Linked DNA regions of Sus scrofa: region 1 is linked to region 2. Evidence: chromatin contacts called from public Hi-C data. All regions are on one chromosome and are shown on one strand. Each heading gives the region's core, a stretch centred on a gene start, on an enhancer-like site or on the middle of the called end of the contact. The rest is flanking DNA. Distances are from core to core; before and after follow the strand shown. Region 1 overlaps TCF7 (transcription factor 7). Region 2 overlaps LOC110259481 (a long non-coding RNA gene).

What was found. A called contact is a pair of places that touch in the nucleus more often than the background predicts.
Region 1: a contact with region 2 is called in a Hi-C map of liver, with 2.1 times the contacts expected there. The contact joins two enhancer-like sites. A contact is called at or near these places in 3 of 5 promoter capture datasets (fetal liver, fetal skeletal muscle and liver), 22 of 47 Hi-C or Micro-C datasets (alveolar macrophages, blood, brain and 10 more) and 1 of 2 datasets of contacts at active chromatin or transcription factors (skeletal muscle).

What each region holds. Positions count from the first base shown.
Region 1 is chr2:136,443,806-136,447,410 of Sscrofa11.1, reverse strand. TCF7 (transcription factor 7) reads right to left here. Exons shown (of 10, transcript XR_002341911.1): 4 at 1,515-1,623; 5 at 591-681. Among named protein-coding and RNA genes, the nearest start is that of TCF7, 23 kb to the right of the region's middle. Within about 2 kb of position 2,165, at least 20 of the 83 cell types and tissues checked have an H3K27ac peak or open chromatin away from gene starts, as enhancers often do. A contact at or near this core is called in liver and omental adipose tissue, where this site is marked.
Region 2 is chr2:136,368,597-136,372,419 of Sscrofa11.1, reverse strand. The region is part of intron 3 of LOC110259481 (a long non-coding RNA gene); the gene reads left to right. Among named protein-coding and RNA genes, the nearest start is that of VDAC1, 50 kb to the right of the region's middle. Within about 2 kb of position 2,424, at least 9 of the 83 cell types and tissues checked have an H3K27ac peak or open chromatin away from gene starts, as enhancers often do. A contact at or near this core is called in liver and omental adipose tissue, where this site is marked.

The sequences.
Region 1 (3,605 bases), core at 916-3,415, 75 kb before region 2:
TAGGGAAGCTAGAGACCTGCCCAGGTCACTGCAGTTGATAAGCCAAGGGCTACATAGGCTGCTGAGGCCCAGCTCCAGCTGAAGAGAGACCTGTTGGCCTAGAGTTGGGCTACTGTGTGGGGTCCAGGAGGGCTTTTCCTGGCCCAGCCCTTGGAGACTCTCCAAGCAGGCAGCACAGGGGCAAGGAGGACCCTGCCCTTCAGGCATCTCGGCTAAGGACAGGACCAGGCACCAGGAGACACTGAGGCACGTGGAAGTATCCCCCGTCCACCAGGCCCCTGAGAAGCAACAGCCTCTCTTGCAGCCAAGCATACTGCCACCTCCTGGCTCGGCCTGCTTTTTCCTCACATACTCATATGGCCCAGAGTCCCCTCGCTCGAGTCTAGACATTACGGTAGAGTTGAAGTGCCACAGGGCTGGACCAGCAGCTCGGTCTCTGGCCTTCCCACGGGTGTGTGTCTGGCTGGCCCTGGTGCCCACACAGAGCCGGCCGCAGGGGCTTGGCGCAGAAGGTTGGAGAAGAAAAACTGAAGGGCAGCTGTGGGTCCAACCACCGCAAGGTGCCCCTTTCCCACGGGGCCCTCACTCACCAGCTGACAGTGTGGGGGAGCTGTCCCATGCTGCCCGAGGTCAGAGAGTAGAAGCCGGAGAGGTCAGGGGTCTGCAGCGGCCTGTGAACTCCTGCAGTGAGAGGGGCCGAGTAAGTGAGCTAGCCTGACCTGAGGCCACGCGCTTACATCCTCGAGCTTCCTGTGAGGCCTCTTCAGATCCCACCTCCCTGTGCCAGAGGACTGGACAGACGAGTTCGTCCAGGGCCATGCCAGGATGATAACAGTGCCCCGTCTGGAGCCCAGGGGCATCAAGGACAGGGGGTTTGGGTGACTTGCTTAAGGACAGTGGCTGGCCAGTGGCAGAGTGGGAGTCATTCAGGAGTGGGAGGCCAGATCTCGCCACCTCTCAGCAGGATGCTGGTCTGCAACTGGGGCCTCTGCTGGGGGCTCCTGCTTAGCCTTCTGGGCCGGAGGCAGACCCCCTGGCCTGGGGAGCCAGGGCTCCACCCTTTCCCCTTTCCTCCTCCTTCCCAGGCTTGAGTCAGCAGGTTTCCCACAGCGACACTGGCGGATTTCAGAATGACTCTGCCTGAGGCTGAGGTGAATCAGCCATCACAACCACCACTTTCCATTTTCTCACTGGGGGAGGGAAAGACTACACGTTGTGTGTTTATCAGCTTCACACACAGGCCCACTCCCAGGCTGGCACCCAGGGCTTGTTCAGGATTTCGGCTCCTACGTTAACCTGAAGCCTTCAAATTTTGACCTGGTACCACCATCCCTGACCCTTTGGTACCCTCAGGCTCATTCTTTTTGGCATTGGCGGGGGGGGGGGGTTTGCACAGCCCCAGGTTCTCCATTTGTAGGAAGGGTCCAGCCACCTGGCCTGAGGGGGCAGGGACTTGAGCCTCCCACTCTCTGGCTCTGGGTATCCTTGGGCTCCTCCCCATCCAGGGTCCATACCTTGCTTCTGGCTGATGTCAGCTGGTGCAGGTGTGGGGTGCGGACTGCTGAAATGTTCATAGAGAGGAGAGAGCTGGGGGACGCCGTGGGAAGGCTGACTGGCTTTGTGCTGCGAAACAAGGAGGGTGGGTGAATGGGGGGACCTGAAGGAGGAAGGGTGCCAGATCGCTGTGTGTGGGCAGACCAACCCCCAAAGGAAAGTGGAGGTGGCCAAAACCACAGGCCTCAGTGGACAGCCCCCCGCCCCAGGCCACCCGGTGTCTGGTGGCCCTGCCGTCCTGCCCCTTCCCCTGGCCCCAACTTTCCCAAGCAGTCCAGCCTCCTAGAGAGCCTCCTAGAAGACCCTTGAGGAAGAAATTCTTTCTGTCTCCTTGGCTGAGGTCTCTCAGTTTCTCTGAGGCCCTATGTCTGATCTGGCGAGCTGGTCACGAGCCTCCTGAGCTCCAGGGCAGCCTGGGGCTTGCTCTCCTCCTCCTCTAGCCCCCAGACTGAGGGGCTTGAGCCGGAACCTCTGGAACCACCAGCTCGAAGTCAGGGGAGGTAGGCAAGGTGGCACTGGGTGTAGCCAGGCTCCCTCCAGGGCCAGCGCACCCGGCCTCCGCACTTCCTGTTGCCTCAGCACCGCAGGACTCTTACTTTTTACACTATAGTCACATGGATCTGTCATGAGATGACTCACGTTCAGGCTGTGAAGGGGGCTCCCCGTAGGCCCAGCAACAAGGAGTGTGCGCTCAGAACCGAGGCCTGGCCTGTGTACCCGCAGTGCGTGCCCGCGCCCGCGCTGGCCAGTGCCCTGCAGGCATCATCTGCAGCGCCAGGTCACCTTCCACGGGGAAGAGTCCACCTGTGGGGGTGCTGCTGGCTGGGGCACAGTCCAGTGACCTCTGAGCCATGGCACGAGAGCAACAGGCTACCTCTGGGGCAAGACAGTCAGGAAAGGCTGCGGTCTAGGCTCCTGCTCACCCTGTAGGTGAAATTTCTCACTGGGTGAATTTAGTCAGACGCCTTGACGTCTCTGGGGCCCAGTTTCCTCTCTGTGAAATGGATGGGGTTCAAGACCCCTTTATCACCAGGGCTGGGGAAGGTCAGGGTAGCTCTTGGTAAGGAGCCTGGCACAGGTCCCTTGGTACTGCTCTTACGGGTCTGGGTGAGGCTGGAGGCAAGGGCAGGGATGAGCCACAGCGGGTGCAGCAAGGGGCTCCCAGGTGGGCAGAAGATCCCACACCTCCCAGCAACAGCCCTGGCACCAGCTTGCCCACATCGCTGCCTCCAGTGGAGCCTCTCTTCCCCTCGGGGCTTGGTGAAGTTGCTGACATTGCCACCTACCAGTCCCCGCTCACCCATCTGCCCACGAGGAGAAGCTCAAATACCAGGGCTAACCAGCCTGCCTTCTGTCCTTAAGCCCTCAGCAGGTGATGTTCTAACAGTGGTGGCTCCTCTGCAGCTGGCATGGATGTGGTGCCACAGCCACTTCCTGAGCCCGATGCCTTCCTTGTGACCAGAGCCCCCTCCTGGCCTCCTGAAGCAGGGCAGGGGAGCATCCCTCAGCCTTGAAGAGGTTCTGCCACCACAGCAGTTCCTGCATCTAATTTACTACAATAGCTGAGCAGCCATGACCTTGTCTCAAATGGCTGCTGGGAGGATAAAGCCAGACAGCACCCCAGAGCTCAGGTACCCAAGTGTCACGAGGAAGGGAAGTGTAAGAAGCCCCTCACTCACCCCGAACTGCACAGAGGAAGTGCTACTCACAGTGTCCCCCCAGCCCTCTGGTGCCAGGCCTCCCATGGGCCAGGCGCTTTGGTCTCATTGCACCAAAAGGGGTTTGCCCTGAGATGGTAGCCACTTGCAGCATCACTCGGAGACGACAGGGCCGTGCTGTCCCCTGGCCTTGATTGCTGGGACTTCCCTGTTGCTGTCTGAAGGCCAGGCTTCCTGAGTGAGCTGGGGGCGCTCCAGTCACTCTCAGGTCTTCCTTGATCCCCAGCACTGACCCCAACACTCCTGTATCAGGCTGGGAGCGTGGGGGGAATGGAAGGTGGAAGGCGGGATGTCCAGGCCTGCAGGTGGCTAGCAAGAGGCGAGGGAGGAGTA
Region 2 (3,823 bases), core at 1,175-3,674:
TCGACCCCTAGCCCGGGAACTTCCATATGCTGCTGGTGCGGCCCAAAAAAAAAAAAAAAAAAAAAAAAAAGGATGAGGTAGATCTGTATGTACCAACTGATATGGAAGAATGTTTTGCTATGTCATAAAGTGAAAACAGGGAGTTCTCTGGCAGTCTTGAGGTTAAGGATCTGGCATTGTCACTGTTATGGAGCAGGTTTATTCCCTGGTCCAGGAATTTCTGCATGCCACAGGTGTGGCCAAAAAAAAAAAGAGAGAAAAAATGTCTTCATGGAGTTGCCTTGTGGCTCAGCAGGTTAAGGATCGGGCGTTGTCCCTGCAATGGCTCAGGTCACTGCTGTGGTAGGGTTCGAACCCTGGCCTGGAGCTTTCATATGCCACGGGCACAGCCAAAAAGACAAAAGGAAAAAGAAAGTGAAAACAAGTCACAGTCCTATGTGTTTAATCTGATTAAACAAGCAAAGTCAAGTGTGTGTGTGCGTGTAGGCACACACCCAAATACACGTAGGAAAAGGTCTGGCAGGATGTCATTAGCGGTTTTCTCTGGGAGGGACCAGTACTTGAAATAATGGGAGACTTTTACTTTTTAATCTATGTATTCCTATATTGTGTAACATTTTTACAAGTGTGTATGTACTTTTTTTTTTTTTTTTTTGGTATTTTTGCCTTTTCTAGGGCCACTCCCAAGGCATATGGAGGTTCGCAGGCTAGGAGTCTAATCGGAGCTGTAGCTGCCGGCCTGCACCAGAGCCACAGCCACACCAGATCCGAGCCACGTCTGCAACCTATACCACAGCTCACGGCCATGCCAGATCCTTAACCCACTGAGCAAGGCCAGGGATTGAACCTACAACCTCGTGGTTCCTAGTTGGATTCGTTAACCACTGAGCCACAACAGGAATGCCTGTATGTAAAGTAAAAAGAAGAAACGATGCAAAACAACAGGCGATTGCCTTTATGCATCACAAGGACCAAAGAAGTATGTGTATAAAGGAAACGAGGAGGTGTTGCAGGGTCTCTCCTGCCTCCCTGAGGTCAAATCGCCCAGCAGGTGCCACAGCTGGGTCTAATTCCCATCCCTACACCACTCCCCAGGTCTAGGCTCCAACCCTCCCAGGCATGTGCTGCCCCTGGCCTGTCTCCTTTGTGGCTCTTGACACCGGTTATCGCTCCCCACCCCCCCAGCTCTGCCCCACGCAGTTGCACCAGACGGGATCCTGCCTCTTTTTGCTCCTCACTCACAAGCACAGAGGAGGACCTAATAGCTGTTTGGTCAGCAACAGGGCAATGAATAATGAAGGACCCATCAGAGGGACGCCGGGGGAAGGGACCTCTGAGGTCCCCCAGTCCACTTTCCTACCAAGGCCTCTAGTGATGCAGCAGCTACTCCCAACCAAGGCAGCTCACCTGCCCACTCCTGTGCAGAGTAAGTGGCTTCCTTGGGTTCATCCCGAGCAGGGCCATGGGCTGAGGCCTTTCCTGGGTCTGGGGTCAGTTCAGCGGTAATTGAGGAGTTTGGGGGCAATGAAACCCCTCCATTTCTCCAGGCCGGAGAGATCACCCCTGCTCAGATTTGCCTCATCCAGTTCCAGCAGGTCAGCCTCACCCTAACCACCACGTTGGCAGCATCAATTAAGCATTAAAAACAAACTAATTAGTACTTCGGGGGAGCTTCATTCAGAAAATGACTGCACCGAGGAGGTGTCTCATTGAGAGCGGACTTAATTAAAAGACACTTGGTAAATTCCTGTAACAGACGAAGACAGCGCTTTCCAGAAAATGCCGTAATGGGAAGGGTTTACTACATGCATCAAATGGCTATTAAATCTTTAATATCATAATTCCTTAAGAATGCCATTGTTGGTGACAAACAGCAGTCTTTGCAACAAAGGAGCCAATTGTTCCTCCCTCTTAGTTTTGCAAACTGCAGGAAGTCATAACTTCTCTGCTGGACTCTGTTCTGCATATTTTTAATGCCCATGAGTAAATGCCAATGCAGGGTGGAATCCCCCATCAAGATAAAAAGGGAAAGAAGCACTGTTCCTGCCTGGTTGACGTGTGGTTTAGGAAGAACGCATCTTTCCCAGGTGAGGCAGCAGGGGTCAGGTGAAAATCCGCTACAGCAGGTGGGCTGTGATCTGGCAGTGGCACAGAGATGCTGGCTGCGTTGCCCAAGTTGTCCAGCAAACTGGAGGTTGGAAGGAAGAACCTGCCCATCTGTGCAGGAAGGCCTAGCCCCCTTCCTGCCCTGGAATGTGGCCTCAGGCAGGTGGCATGGAGCGCACAACCTCCACGCCACCCTCACTCAGAGGGCTTCTTCCAGCCCCACTTTGCCACGCACTGAGCTTCTTCCTACAGGATGGGCACCAGGCCTTCTCCCGGAGCACTGGGCCCTGGCCAGGCTCAGGGGAAGGGCATAGGGAGTGGTGGAGGGCTGGGCAATGGCCAGTAGAGCCATGGGAAATTGACAAAAGGCAGAACCTCCCAGGCTTGTGGGGGGGGGGCGTGATGGTGAGGGGGATGGCGAATAGAGTAGGGGCCGGCTTAGAATAAACTGAAATTCACCTCTCTACTGACTGCCTGGGGGGCGAGGCAAGGACTCTGCTTCTGTTTCCCCACCTGCCAAAGCGGTGGAAAGGTCATGAAAGCCTCGGTTTGGAGTCGTCGGCATGATCTGAGTTTGCCTCCTGCTTGGTTAAGTATTTTGCATTTGGGGTTTGGAGCCTGTTCCTTAACTTGCAACACAGGGCAGCGTGGCCCTGGGCCCACGGGTCAGAGTTCCCGAGTCAGCACATCACCCTGCCGGCGCCGGCGCTCAATATGCTGTGTTGCGTTTCCTACTCTCTGCTGCAGGCGGAGGAAAGGGAGACGGTACAGCTGGCATCACACCCAGCTGGTGCGCACCGGGCACCGGCCGACTGACTCAACAAGGCTCTGACAAAGAATCAAGCCCTCAAAAGGGAGCTGAGAGGGCACGGCAACTTGCGGGGATCTGAGCCCACACCAGAGTGCACATGGCTCTGAAACAGCCCTTGCGGTGGAAGAAGGCTGGTTCTGGGTGGCCCTGACCTGGACAAGCACCCTCGTGCTTCCCTCCCACCCCGCGCAGTGGGCACGGCAAGGGCTGCTCGTAGACTCTGACACCGGGCTCCACTTCAGAGCACAGAGCTCTATGGGACCGTGGGAATCGGGGAGCCCCCGCCGCCCCGCATCAGCTAGATGGGGGAGCCTCAGGCCCAGACAGGGTATTTCAGGTTCCCCTCCAGAGAGCCCTGGTCGAGTCGGAGCCAGGGCCCGGCCTCCTGGCTCCTGTCCCGGACTCCGACACCTCACTGGGGCAGTCCGGGCAGCTGCCAGCCCTTTTGGCACCTTGGACAAAATCGGACGAAGGTGCTCGGTCCTCCCAGCTCGCGGGGGGCGGGGGGGGGAGGCGGTGCCGGCTGGATGGCCGCCTCCCTGGCTCCTCTGAGCGAGCCCTCCTGCAGCGCACAGCCCACGCACTGCACGCGTGGGCAGCCAGAATCCTGCAGGCGTCCTGCGCGGGGGATGGAGAGACGGGCGCGGCTTCCCGGAGCGTCCAGCCGCCACCTCCCCACTTGATTCCTCCGCTGCGGGGGTGGGAGGTCTTTATCCAGCTGGGTCCCACCCCCTTCCCCGCACCGACTCCCCGCCCCCTTGCCCAAAGTCCCTTCTTCCGTGTGCTCAGGAGCGCGCTCATCCCTCATTTGATATAGTTCTCATATTCCAGGTGAAGACTTTTTTTTTTTGAATCCTGTGAGTTTTTCCAGGAGTTTTAAAAAAAGCCCTCTATTTTACTGAAGGA